Linked DNA regions of Mus musculus: region 2 is linked to region 1. Evidence: chromatin contacts called from public promoter capture Hi-C data. All regions are on one chromosome and are shown on one strand. Each heading gives the region's core, a stretch centred on a gene start, on an enhancer-like site or on the middle of the called end of the contact. The rest is flanking DNA. Distances are from core to core; before and after follow the strand shown.

Evidence for each region. Promoter capture Hi-C pulls out the DNA fragments that hold promoters and counts their contacts.
Region 2: a contact with region 1 is called in a promoter capture Hi-C map of neural stem cells. The contact joins the promoter of Hacl1 here to the promoter of Nisch in region 1. A contact is called at or near these places in 5 of 39 promoter capture datasets (cranial neural crest, liver, neural stem cells and 1 more), 1 of 484 Hi-C or Micro-C datasets (CD4 T cells), 1 of 115 datasets of contacts at active chromatin or transcription factors (memory CD8 T cells) and 1 of 9 other capture datasets (liver).

Annotation. Positions count from the first base shown.
Region 1 is chr14:31,202,754-31,209,388 of GRCm38.p6, reverse strand. It overlaps Nisch (nischarin), which reads left to right and starts at 2,563. Exons shown (of 21, transcript NM_022656.2): 1 at 2,563-2,822; 2 at 4,864-4,947; 3 at 5,980-6,162. The coding sequence starts at 2,727. It overlaps Tnnc1 (troponin C, cardiac/slow skeletal), which reads right to left and starts at 1,077. Exons shown (of 6, transcript NM_009393.3): 1 at 1,011-1,077. The coding sequence starts at 1,034.
Region 2 is chr14:31,637,014-31,643,648 of GRCm38.p6, reverse strand. It overlaps Hacl1 (2-hydroxyacyl-CoA lyase 1), which reads left to right and starts at 2,684. Exons shown (of 17, transcript NM_019975.3): 1 at 2,684-2,860; 2 at 3,051-3,155. The coding sequence starts at 2,771. Btd (biotinidase) reads right to left here and starts at 2,592. Exons shown (of 4, transcript NM_025295.4): 1 at 2,514-2,592. The coding sequence starts at 2,524.

The DNA of each region.
Region 1 (6,635 bases), core at 1,314-3,813:
TGGTGATTGTTCTGGGGACTTTGGTATGCAGGGGGTGGGGTAGTGTTATCTGCCCCCCTGGCCTACTGGTGCTGCCTCAGGAGCCAAAATTAGTCCCCAGCCCCGCCAGGCCTTGTATGGGCACTGGGTGGAGGGCCACCCCCCTACTCCAGCTCCACAGACTCCTACAAGATAGCCAAGGATACCATAGGAACCAGCTGCAGCCCTTCCCTGCTCACAAGTGGGGCCATATTCCGGGGGTTGGGAGAGAATTTCCTGAGAACAGCTGTTTGCTAGGATTTTCTTGTCTCTGAAGCAGGTATATCAAAAGTCCCTCAGCGTCCCCAGGAAATCGAACAGTCTTAGGGTCACTGTTCTCTAACCCTGACTCTTATCACTCTCAACTCCTACCTAACCCCTGAGCCTGCCAGGGACTGAGGTTCCAACAAGCCATTCCTTCTTCCCTCCCTCTCCTCAGGCCTGTACCTTCAAAGCATCTTTCCCATCCCAGGACTCAAGTTCTCCAGCCCTCTCACAATTCCCTCCCACCTTCTAGAGCCTCCTCATCCAGCTCAGGGGCTAGAGGAGAGAGGCAGATCTGAGTATGTAAGAAGCAGATTGTGAGAAATGGAAGCTTGGGAGGGGGTGCGGGGCGCAGACCTGGAGACACACAGAGAGACAAAGACTCAGAGACATCGTGAGGAAGGAACAGAGATGGAAAGACCTTGTGAAAGACCAACAGATGTCTAAAGAATAAAAACACAAATACACTCAAGACAGTGACAGGTTAGAAACAGAGGGAGACACAGGATGCTGAAAGCTGAGACCATACCCCTAGCCACATTGACAAACCCCTGAATTGCTACCCTTTCTGCATCCCCCAAATGTCAGCTCAAGGGGCTGGGTTACAGGTGTGTGGGGACCCTTTTGAGTCCCCCATCACTTCCCTAGTGTACCCCTGTCCTCCATCCTTAGCTAAGGGAACCCCAATGGACCTACCCACCCTAACCCCTTAAAGATTCATCTCTCACCGCAGCTTTGTAGATGTCATCCATTCTGGCGACAGCTCACAGGACAGGCTACTGGGGTTGCCAGCCAGCCAGCCCTCTGCTTGGGCTTATATAGCCCTGCCTCCCTCCACCTCCTGCTACATTCCCAGCCCAGCCCACCACTGCCTGGAATATCCTCCACCCCCTCCCTGGTCCCTGTAATCTCAGGCTGGCCAAAGTCCCTGTATCATCTGCCTAGGGCCAGGAGCTATGAAGGACTGCAAGGACCAGGTCTCTTGCCATCTGTTCCCCAGACCCCACCCCACCCCCAGGGAAGTCTCAAGAAAAAAAAAAGAATGTATTGCTTTTATTTATGAGTGCATGTGGAAGTCAAAGGACAACTTGCAGGAGTCATCTATCTCTCTCTGCTACCTAGGTTCCCAGGAACCCAGGACTGAACTCAAGTTTTCAGGTTTGGGAGCAAGCACCTAAATGCAATACACACACACACACACACACACACACACACACACATCCTCAACAACCTCAGGAAAAAGTTTCCTGAATGAATGAAAATATGAGCACACAGGAAATGTGAAGTAAACAGTTCGGTCTTCTATGGAATCACAGTGACTTGCCTGAGGTCAAGCTGACCGGAGAATCCCTACCTTATATTACACCCCCTGAGAGATGGTAGCATGCCAACAGAGGCTGGCAGTGTAAGTCCTGCCAAGAAACACTTCCTATGCAAGGTTCAGAGTATAATATGACACTGGTAATGGAAGAAGTCACTGGCCCACAAAGAATAGGCTGGCCTGAAGCCCTTCAGCGGGATCTACCACGCCGCAACCTTCCATCTTTCAAGGACAACAATCAGTGTTCACTTCGGGTTTGAGTCAGCTGCATTCTGTGAGTCAACAAGTGTCCCTAAAGAACCCTATGTCTATCAGGATTCTCTCTTTTCCTCCTCCGGTTGGGTCATCTCTTCTCCAGCTAAGTCTTCCCTATGGTTGTTCCCTATGGATGTTTCTTCAGCCACGCTCTTGTGTCCAAGGCCTAGTCTGTCTCCTCCTCACCTTGAGCTCTTGCAGGATGTCATCTGGGAAACCAGATGGACAGCGCATATCTCTTCCATCCACCTGCACGTCTGCTGCATATAAGCTCTCCCTGAACACACCAGTGTGCCGCCTAGCACACTGCCAGGGGAAAGCCCGTGGGGTACTGAGCACTGCAGAATCACCACAATCAATTCTCCACCAGTACTTTTAACAACAAACCCCCCAAGTGTCGGAGAGTCCCTCTGGTCCTTGTTCCATCTCTAAGTCTAGTCTTATTCATTTTGCTCTTGCTACACAGGGAATGAACCCAACAGCCAGGCGAGACCCTATTAATGTCCCCTCTGGAAACTGAGGCCAAGCGAAGCAGAGTGACTTCGGAGAGTTCCGAAGGCCCATGGCCTCTGCCCTTCCCTGCTGTGAGCCCAGCGGACAATGACCACAACTGCCCGAGGGGACAGAACGCCGCACAGGTATACAGAAAGCAAATTGGGCAAGCCCGCAGGAGCTGCGCATGCGTGCCACTGGTTGTGCTGTCAATTACGGGCAAGGGGCGGGGCGAGGACGCAAGCAGGCCGAGGGGCCAAGATGGCGTCGCGGGCGCGGGCGGGGGGCAGCGGGGGCTGGGGGGCGGTGGGACGCTGACCCCGCCCCCTGCTGCTGCCACTCTGCGCCGGGCGTCGGCAGCGGTGGAGCCGGCAACATGGCGGCTGCGACACTCAGCTTCGGCCCTGAGCGGGAGGCCGAGCCTGCCAAGGAGGCGCGCGTCGTGGGTTCTGAGCTCGTGGACACGTACACGGTGTGCTGGGGGGCCGCGAGCGTCCAGAGCGGGCTTAGCGCCTGGAACCCGGAGTTCTCGACCCAGGGGCTTTGAGAAGTGGGGGGTGGGGGGGGCCTGGGTAGCACATTCGATGAGTGCGTGGAAGGTTCTGCGAGGTAGCGACGAGGGAGCCCGAAAAAAATGGGGGATTCGGAGGAAGGGCCGGGTCGCATAGGTTCTGGAGGAGGATCTAGGCGGGGCGCGGGAAGGGGGGCTGGGGAAAGGGTGCGCGACCAGAAAAGGAGACTTGTGTTGGAGCAATCAGAGGGTGGGGGAGGAGGGGATGGTGAGATGGAGGCCCTCTGGATCCTCCAGGCAAGGAAGAATGCCAGCCTAAGAGACCTTCATGGGAAGTCTGGGAGGAAGGGGACGCGGAAGGGGTGGTCTCTGGTCGATGGGACCAAGGGCCAGGGCTAGAGATCATCAGGTGGTGAAGGAGAGACAGCAGATCCCGATCTCCACCCCCACCAACCAAACACTAGTCGCAGTCCAGATCAGCCCTGCGAAGTGTGTGTGTGTGCGTGCGTGCGTGCGTGTGTGTGTGTGTGGGGGGGGGTGGTGGATGGAAAAATGAGCCCTCGGGGTCTGGGGAGAAAGGAATGGATCCCAGCCGTGCAGAACACAGAAGTTACCTCGAGGCCGAAGTACAGGGCCTGCAAACCTTAGGGGACGTCACGGCTTAGGGGAGAGGGACACGAGCTTCTAATGTATCCTTGTAGGCTACAAGGGAAAGCCAACAAAAAAGGAGGGTAGTTTCTGTGATGGCGTTAGACGCCCTTTGGGCCTGCATAGGGTTGGATGCTAGGCCCGAGAGCCTCGTGGGCAGCCTGCCAGGTGAAAACTTGCACTGTGGTGGGGGCCCACTGAGCACCTCCCGTCTCCTTGTCCTTTGTTCCCTGGAGGGTGGACAGAGGTAAGGGCCTCGGGCCTGCCTTTGCCCCACCCCACTGGCTCCCACCCTAATACCGGATCCTGAGGGCGATTCCTCTATCTAGTTCTTTCTCCCCGCTGCAAGGAAGAGAAGCCGCTAGCGGCTCCTTTTAGAGCAACAGGCTGGCTCTGGAGAAATGGCTGCTCCTGGGGTCAGGAATCAGCCTCGTTCACTGTTCCCACTAACCTCTCCGTGCTCCAGGCCGAGGAAGGGAAGCTAGGACCGTGGGGCTTGATCTAGTTAAGGAATGAGGTCACTCACCTAGGACTAGCTGCAGTCAGTAGAGGCTCTTTGTCCTTCCCCTTAGTGTCAGGAGCAAGGTGATGATCCAAACTGACCATCCTCATTTGTCACTGGGTGTGATGCACGGAATGTGACTAACATATCTATCTTCTGTTCCGTGTTAGGCCTTTACACTTAATTGCTTTACTTGGCCCACCAGGTTTTAAAATGGAGGAATTGAGGCCCAGAGAGAGCTTAGGTTCCCAGTCACTTACATAAGTGGCACATAAGCCACACCCAGGAAATGGGATAGCCAGATTTTGAACCCAGGTTTTGGTGGACGATTAACCACCAGAGCTATATCGCCTTCTGTTGAGGCTGATTGAGCCACCGCTGCCCCTGGAAGCCTGGTGATGCCTTGCCTCCTGGTTCAGCTGCCAAAGTCAAAACCACAGCTAGTGGAAGAGGTTGACTGAAGGCCTTGCTTCTAGGATGGAGTTAGGGCTCCTGGAAAGATGTATAGCAGAGACACTGGTGCTGCCTCACTGGGCTCTGCTCTGCCTCCCTTGGAAGGGGCAGCCTTGCCTATAGCACAAGTTGGGTTTTGAGTTATACAGAGACAGGAGGTAAAAAAAAAAAATCTAAGGAGGTGTGTGGAGCTAGTCACCCATACCATTCCTTCCTGATAATGGGAGCCAGAGCTCTTCTCCAGACCTTACAGGGCTGTCAAGGAGGCTGAGGAAAGCTGGGTGCACAGTGGGTGTGCAAGGATGCCTGACTCTGGCTTTTTGGGGAGTGGGGACTGAGTACCTTGCAGCTATTGTGAGTTGGGGTTCTCTTGTCACAAAAAATCATTTTTCCCTTTAGGTTTATGTCATCCAGGTTACCGATGGCAACCATGAGTGGACGATCAAACACCGTTACAGTGATTTTCATGACCTACATGAAAAGGTAATCTGAAGACCTTGGCACCTGTATCTCAAGGGGTGGGGCTTGTGGGCCAAGTCTCCATTGTGCCACATGTTAATTTTAGGGCAAAACTGCCTCCACATCTATTGCTTGTAAGTTTTAAAAACATTTATTCATGGCCAGGGTTATACCACACATACCTTTAATTCTAGCAGCACTTGGGAGGCAAAGGCATGTGAGTTTAAGGCCTGCCTCATCTACAGAGCGAGTTCCAGGGCTACACAGAACCTGTCTTATAAAACAAAACAAAAAAACAAGTGTGTGTGTGTGTCTGTGTGTGTCTGTGTGTGTTCTAGTGAGAGGAAGATGCACACGTGCCACAGCTCATGTGTAGAGGTCAGTTTGTGAGAGCAGGGTTCTCTTTCCACCATAGAGGCCCCAGGGATTGAACTTAGGTCATTAGACTTGGCAGCTCCTTTACCCGGTGAGCCCTCTCATGAGCTCTGTGACTTGCTGTAGTAAACCAGTTCCTTGATGCAGCACAAAGAACTGGTTGGTGCTAGGAATGCAACCTAGTGTGAGACAGTCTAAGGATAGAATATGTAAATTTTAATTTTAAATTTTAAAATTGCCATGCACCTCCAATATAAGACAGTCTCCTGAAGAGGGTACAGGTTTGAACTTGTCCCACAAAATATATTTTTATTCTCTAATAACAGATTGAAATTGTATTTTCCCTTTGCTTTTAGAAAGAGCTGCTTTCTGTGGGGCATTTGTAGTGAGCATGTCTTAAAGATACAAACTCCTTTTATTTCCAAACTTTAGGGACCGTAAGCACTACTTTTCTGAATATCCCCAAAGACTAAAGATGGCAATTTCTCACTTGGAATTGTATTAGTATTTCCAGTACTACTTGGATCCGAGGCCGGATTCCAGATGCATTAGTTGGAGCACTAATCCCGGCCCTGCTCCCAGCAGTGGTTGCAGAAGATACGACTGACGACTGCCTGCCTGGATCTGACACAGACGCAGGGCTTCTTGGTCTGTGTTTGATGTGCTTGTGTTCTCTTACAGCTTGTGGCAGAGAGAAAAATTGACAAATCTCTACTTCCACCCAAAAAGATAATTGGGAAGAACTCGAGAAGCTTGGTAGAGAAGAGGGAGAGAGACCTGGAGGTGTACCTCCAGACGCTCCTCACAACCTTCCCTGATGTGGCTCCCAGAGTTCTGGCCCACTTCCTGCATTTTCACCTCTATGTAAGTTCCTTTGGGGCTCTCTGCTTTGCCTATGAACCCACAGCCACCAAAGCTGTAGGCCTTGGCTTTGAGGAGACACAGACTGGACCCTGGCCCTGAGGTTACCTGACAGAGGGTTAGAGGCAGATGGTACACAGTCACATTTGTGTTGGTGGGTTTATATTAAATTGGACTGGCCATGTATTTTCTTCTACTTCATGACATTTTACTTTGCAGAAATAGCCCATGGTTTGGTTTTTTGTTTTTGTTTGTTTTGTTAGATTTATTTATTTTATGTATATGAGTACATTGTAGCGGTCTTCAGACACACCAGAAGAGGGCATCAGATCCCATTACAGATGGTTGTGAGCCACCATGTGGTTGGAATTGAACTCGGGACCTCCGGCAGAGCAGTCAGTGCTCTTAATCGCTGAGCCACCTCTCCAGCCATAGGCCATGGTTTTTAAGGTAGATTTCCCTCAATTGGGTGAGCA
Region 2 (6,635 bases), core at 1,435-3,934, 430 kb before region 1:
AACCAATTTCATTTTTAGCCATTCTACAACTTGACACAGCCTAAAATCACCTGAGAAAAGAGGCTTCATAGAGAAACTCACGTTACCAGGTTGGTCCGTGGGCAGGTCTGCGAGGGCCAAACCAAGAGGAATGTTAACCAATGCAGAAGGGCCTAGCCACAAGACAGGTGTCCTGGGCCGTATGAGAAAGCTGGCTAAGCATGAGTCTGGGAGAAGCCAGAGAGTGTGCCAGCAACTAGGTTCTTCTGTGGTTCCTGCCTTCAGTTCCTGCCCTGACAACTGTCTCACAAAGATGGTCTGTGACCTGGCAGTGTAAGAAAAAATAAACTTCTGCTCCCTAGCATGCGTTTACTCCTGGTATTCTCCATAACGACAAAATGAAGCTGGGAGGACAAATAACCCTGATTCTTTCTTTCTTTAATGACCAAGCACTACATTTTGGCAAAGCGTGCACTGGTTTTCACAGGTTCAGTTAGGTTAGGTTTAAAAACGAGCACAGGATCCCTAGTGTTCTTGTGAACGGACTGAGATAAAAGTCAGAATTTGGGGGCCCACGGAGTCACTGCCTATAGCAGCTGCCTTCTTTTGAAAGTTCATCTTCCCTATGCATATTACAACTCTTTTTAAAATATGATTTATTTTTGAGACAGGGTCTTACTGTTGCCCAGGCTGGCTTCAAACGTGAGATCCTGTCTTAGCTTCCTTGAGTACGGGTCCCATAGGTCGGCCTCACCACACCCGTCTTACAACTCTTTCTAGATCATCCAGCTACTTTGAGGTTATCTTCACCCACTTGGAAGAAAGTTGTCAAGCAACTCCTCACCATCCCAGAGCTAGATCCCTAAAGCAATCACTATCTGGACTCTGAGGCCTGGATTTGCTCTGTGGAGAACAGGTCACTAATGCTATTAATTATTATTAATTAATTTAATTATTAAGGCTTTATTAATTATTATTTTTCATGTTTATGGCTTATTTGCCTGCATGTATGTCTACATAATACGTGTGTGCCTGGTGCTCTCAGAGGCCAGAAGAGGGCATTGGCTTTGCCAGAACTGGAATTACAGATGGTTGTAAGACACTATGTGGTTGCTGGAAATCAGGTCATCTGGAAGAAGTCACTGCTCTTAAACACATCTCTCCAACCCCTGCCGTCTGATTTTTAAGAAAGTTAAAATTTAGGGCCTGAGATATAATTCGGTGGTAGAGTGCTTGACTAATATGTGCAAAGTCCTAGGGTCAGTCACTAGTATTGCTTTTATGACTTATTCTTTCTTTGAGTAATTAAAAGACATGGTCTCTCTACATAGCCCTGGCTATCCTGAAACTCACTAGGTAGCCCAGGCTGGTCTCAGACTCGCAGAAGTCGACATGCTCCTGCCTCCAAGTGCTGGGATTACAGATGTGAGCCACCACATCTGGCGCTACGATGCCAAATCTCACCAAAATAACAAATAACATTTTAAGCATACTGCCAACAAAAATAACAGGGAGTATGATTAACATATTCCAAGTCCACACAGAGTGCTCTGTATAAATTACAGCGCCTGGGATCCTTACACTGAAGTTGGATGGAACAGCAGTGACTTTGCACTTGGAAGACAGTCACGTCACTTCTGCTTAATCTCTACAGGCAAGGGAAGCAAGGCCCGCTGTACCTTGAACTGCTAGGCGAAGGCAATAACCAGCTCAATGAGTTTTCTCTTTGCCAAATGGCAAAAATGGCCAGTTGAAGACTGATCCTTAATAAATATAAACCAACCAACCAACCAACCAACAAACAAACAAACAAAAGCCCATTCGATCTGAATCACAGTGATTTGTTCCCATCAGGGTCCAGTTTGCCCTTCATAAAGTGTTCTGCCAGTAATTCTGAGAAAGCAATCGGTGTTAAGGGGCCAAGAATCCACTAATGTCTACAAAGCACGCGATGCCAGGGGTCAAGCAGGCTAATCCATGAACCAGTAAGTAGAAAACCAACACTATTACTTTGGTAAAAGTTAAGCAATCATACATTAATTATTAAGCAATGGCTCTAACAGACCTTAGTGATACCCAACTGGAACAAAATAAGTAAATATAAACCAGGCAGAGGGCAGGAGCAGCTACGGTGTTAATAAGTTTATCTCTTGAGCAATTTTGGTGTCATCTCTGATTAAGAATACACCTCTGCTCACAGACTTCTGGAACGTGCACATGATGTGGGGTGCAAAACCACAGAGTTATAAAATCAGAGGGCACAGGAGCACGACACTGTACCCAAAAGCCTGTTTTTTTTCCAACTTTACACTCTCCAAGTTACCCGCGTCCCAGCAGCCTTTGCGTAGCTTGCCTCCAATCAGCGGGAAGCCCCGGCGAGGGCGGGGAGGCGCGGTGGGGCCACGCCCCCTCCTCGCCTGGTCTCTGCAGTCACCCTCCAGATGTGCCATCCCCTCCATACCGGACTGAGCTGTATCGCTACCCTAGTGGAGGACAAAACCAAGGCGAGCATCCTCAGAGATTGGGTTTCTTACCTGCTTCGCATAGGACGCGGCCTCCGGCTCGTCCCGCCTCCTGCTGATGGCGGAGTCCGGAAAAGACTGACTGGAGAATGGGCGTGCTTACATGATCGCCTCACCAAGGACTGACTTCTTGTCCCGCCCCTTCTCCCCTTTGCTTAAATCCGTTGGGCTGCCCTCCTGTCTGTCAGAAGCGGGTGTCACCAACAACAACTCTTAGGCTAGTGAAGCTGTGAGCTGCGAGAGTGCCTTGAAGTAACTTTAGGTGGAAGATGCCAGAAAGTAACTCCGCAGAGGGTAGCGACAGAAGCGAGGAGCAGGTGTCTGGTGCTAAAGTCATCGCCCAGGCTCTAAAAACTCAAGTACGATGGATCCCTCGGGTGTGAAAGGCTCTACAGAAGCAGACGGGGACCTCGCGTTGTCCTAGAGACGGAGGGCAAGGAGGCGGGGGCGGGGGTCCTGTAGGTCTTTCCTTTGGACCCCCCGGGAGGGCAAGAAGGCTGGGTCACCTGATGATAGTTGTTTGTTGCCCCTTTTCCCTCCTACCCTCAGGATGTGGAGTACATGTTCGGTGTCGTAGGCATCCCCGTGACCGAAATCGCCCTTGCTGCCCAGGAACTGGGCATCAAGTACATTGGGATGCGGAATGAGCAAGCGGTGAGTCTTGACACAGGGACCAAATGGCAGCCATTCGATGCACACAGCGTCCCATCGTTTCTAAAGCATTGCACGTACCACTGTTAATCCTCCTTGACAGGAAAATGAGAAGAGAGAGACTAAGTTAAACTTGCCCAACGCGAGTCATTTGGTAGTGGCATTTGAACTCAGGTATTCTGAGTTTGGAGCTATGCTTATACCTTTCTACCGTAGTGTACTCTGCCACATCCAAATATCAGAATCGAAAGGGGTAGTCTTACTTCACTACTAGACTGTTAGTTCTAGCAGAGAAGGCATATTGATTCATCGCTAGGTAAGTGTATTGCCAGCATCTGATGTAGTTCCTGTACATGACAGGTGTCAGAGAGTGATTAGTGATTGAAGGCCAGGACTCATGCAACATAAAGTGGAAGACATTATAGACGGCAGTGCCGTCATTGGAACTCAGGGCTCTCAAACCCCAGTTTGGTGCTTTCCCTCAGCATTATGCCTCCCTCCTTTGGGGTCTTACCTGGGAGAGGGAAAACCAAAGGACATTTTATGAACCCACTTAAAGTATTTTCTCTGGCAGCCCAGGATTACCCTCTCTTAGCAATCCAGGCAAAAATATCAAGTATCTGGTGCAGATGAAGTGGTTCAGTGAAGTTCTACAAAGCCACGTAACCTCATAACCTGAGTGTAATCTCCAGGGCCTGTATGGAAAAATGAAGGCGGTTTCTGATTTATGATTCATGTTGTCCTTGGACCTACACACACACACACAGGCTGAGTTAAATTGTTTTGGACCTACACACACACACAGACAGGCGCTCTCTCTCTCTGTCTCTCTGTCTCTCTGTCTCTCTGTCTCTCTGTCTCTCTCTCTCTCTCTCTCTCACACACACACACACACACACACACAAATAATTTAAAAGATTAAGAATTGGGGCTGAAGACTTAGCTCAGCAGTTCATAGTACTTGTTGCTCTTTCAGAGACCAGGATTTGATTTCTGGCATCCACGTGGTGGCTCCCGACCTCCCATAACTCTGGTTCCAAAGGATCTAACGATTTCTTCTGACCTTCATGGGTGGCACACACGATTCACACCCCCCCCCCACACACACACAGCTGTCCCTTCTGCTGCCGTCACTGCTGTCCTGATCCACGCTCTTGACCCCTTTTCTCTGCCATCCGATGTGAGTTCCATTGGGTGTGGCTCATTTGCTTTCAAATCCCCACAGTACTGACTTGACTTGAGGTCTCTATGTAATCTAGGTGTGTACTACACTATTTGCTAATTGAAAGACCTTTATCAATAAGGCTTGAAAGTTATAGGGAGTGTTTTTAATCAGAAAACTGGTAGGTATTAATTTGTGTTGTTTACACTTTTATTCCCTTACCTCTTTGTTTTTTCCAGTGCTGGGAATTGAACCCAGGCCCTTGTGCACACTAAAGCAAGCACTCTGCCACTGAGCTGTACCCTTACCTCTCAGTTTTCCTATGTGGAATAACCTTCTATTCTTTTACCTGCATGAGAAAGGATAGGTGCTGATCTGTATTTTACTATTTTTCTTGAGTATGTTTGCCCGTTGTTTCTTCTTCATGCAGTAGACATGCACTAAGTATGTACTGTATGCATGATGTGGACTGTATACGCGGCAGAAGAGAGGGATATAAAGAAGATATAAGGTTTATTTTTCACCTCCAAGTTGATGAGTTGGGGGAAATGAGGGTAAGACACAAAAAGACAGTCTGAAATAATTTAGCTCCTCAAAAAGGAATCCATAAAAGGGAGAGTAGTCACACACAGTGTGTGACTGGCTGTCCTCACTGGGACAGGAAAGATTGCTCATAGAGGTGATGGCTTGTCCTTGCTGCATCAGTATAACTTAAAGGCATGGCAAACTGTGAGAGTGGGTAGTTAGGCCAAAGGATGGTGATGGAAAATCTGCAGCTCACAACTGCAGTCCCTGTAGCTACTCAGCTGAAACAGAAGATTTCAGGTTTGGAGCCAACCTGGTCAGCTGAGACCATGGAGGGCTTGGGTTATCTTTCAGTGGTAGAGTACTTGTCTAACATGTCCAGTGCTCTGGGTTTCCCTGGTACAAAGACAACAGACTTGAATAAACAGACAAATCCATACAGTCTTCTGAGAGAGCATCCCACAGAGGATGATAAGGGAGCTATCTTGAAGAAAGAGTAGGCATGGCCTGTTAGGAAGGGAAAGGTTAGCTCTTCTAGAGGTGACCCCTAGGTTAGCGGCTTACATGACTAGATGATATGGCTACTGACTGAGGCTTAGAATAGAGAGAGGAGGACCATTTACAAGGGAAGATGGCAGGTATAACGATGGAGTTTTCAAAGGGAATACTCAAAAGTGCTCAGAAAGACTCAGGCACAGGTTTGTGCTAAAGAGAAAGGTGCACTTGGCGATTGCTTTATATGTTGTCTGTCAGGTTTTTAGAGTAGTCAAGACATTCGTGTGGCCAGAAGCTAGGAGGTTATCAGGGATTTAGCTATATTCTAAGTATTTTACATGTCTGGGATTGCTGACCTTGTCCTCTTTGGGGTGCTCTGAATTATATTCATTTTGTAGATGAAAAAGCCAATGTGCAGAGTAATTTCTCAAAATCACACAGTAGAATGTAGGAGAACTAGGCTCTGAGTCAGAGCACTTTGACTCCAGATCTATCTTGAGAACTATGTGTGCTGAGGGGATGTAATTTGATAGAAAAGTAGAGGGTTTTTTTTTTTTTTTTTTTTTTTTTTAGTGGTAATAAAGTTTGTTATTTTTCATAAGGCAGTGAAGTTCATACCTGAACTGTAATCCTAGCACATGGGAGGCAGAGGCAGGTGAATCTCTGAGTTCAAGGCCAGCCTGGTCTACCTATCAAGTTCTAGGACAGCCAGGGCTACACAGAGAAACCCTGTCTCAAACGACAACAACAAAACCAAACCAACAACAGCAATCTGTTATTTCTCATCGCTTGGCATATGCCAGAGGAGTATTCTTTCTGCATGTTTTGTATTTTACTACTATAAGCGAAAAATTATTCCCAATATATGATTAAGTATATTAATTTTAGCAAACCTTTTATGCAGTTTACTCTTGTTTTTAAAAAGAAAACAAGTAATGTCTATAATGTTCTAGACAAAGAATAATTTTAAAGTGCCCTCAGTGTTCTTCTTGGGCATCTTGTATTTCCTTTAACTTAGAGTTTCCCCTGTTCCTTGTAAGCTGAGGGAAGTACAGTTTGGTGAAAAACAGCCAGGCATGGTGACTCCCGGATGGATGCCAGAGCTCACGAGGCTGAAGAGGTGCAGTCAAGGGCAGCCTGGGCTACAGAATGAGAGCCTGTCTCAAAACAAACAAAAAACCATGTCAGCAGTAAAAAAAAAAAAAAAAAAAAAAAAAAAAGTCACCAGCTCGCTTGCTAAGAATTGAAGACATACAGTAATGTGTAACCTGACTGTGTGGGAGCACACTCAGAAACAGGGA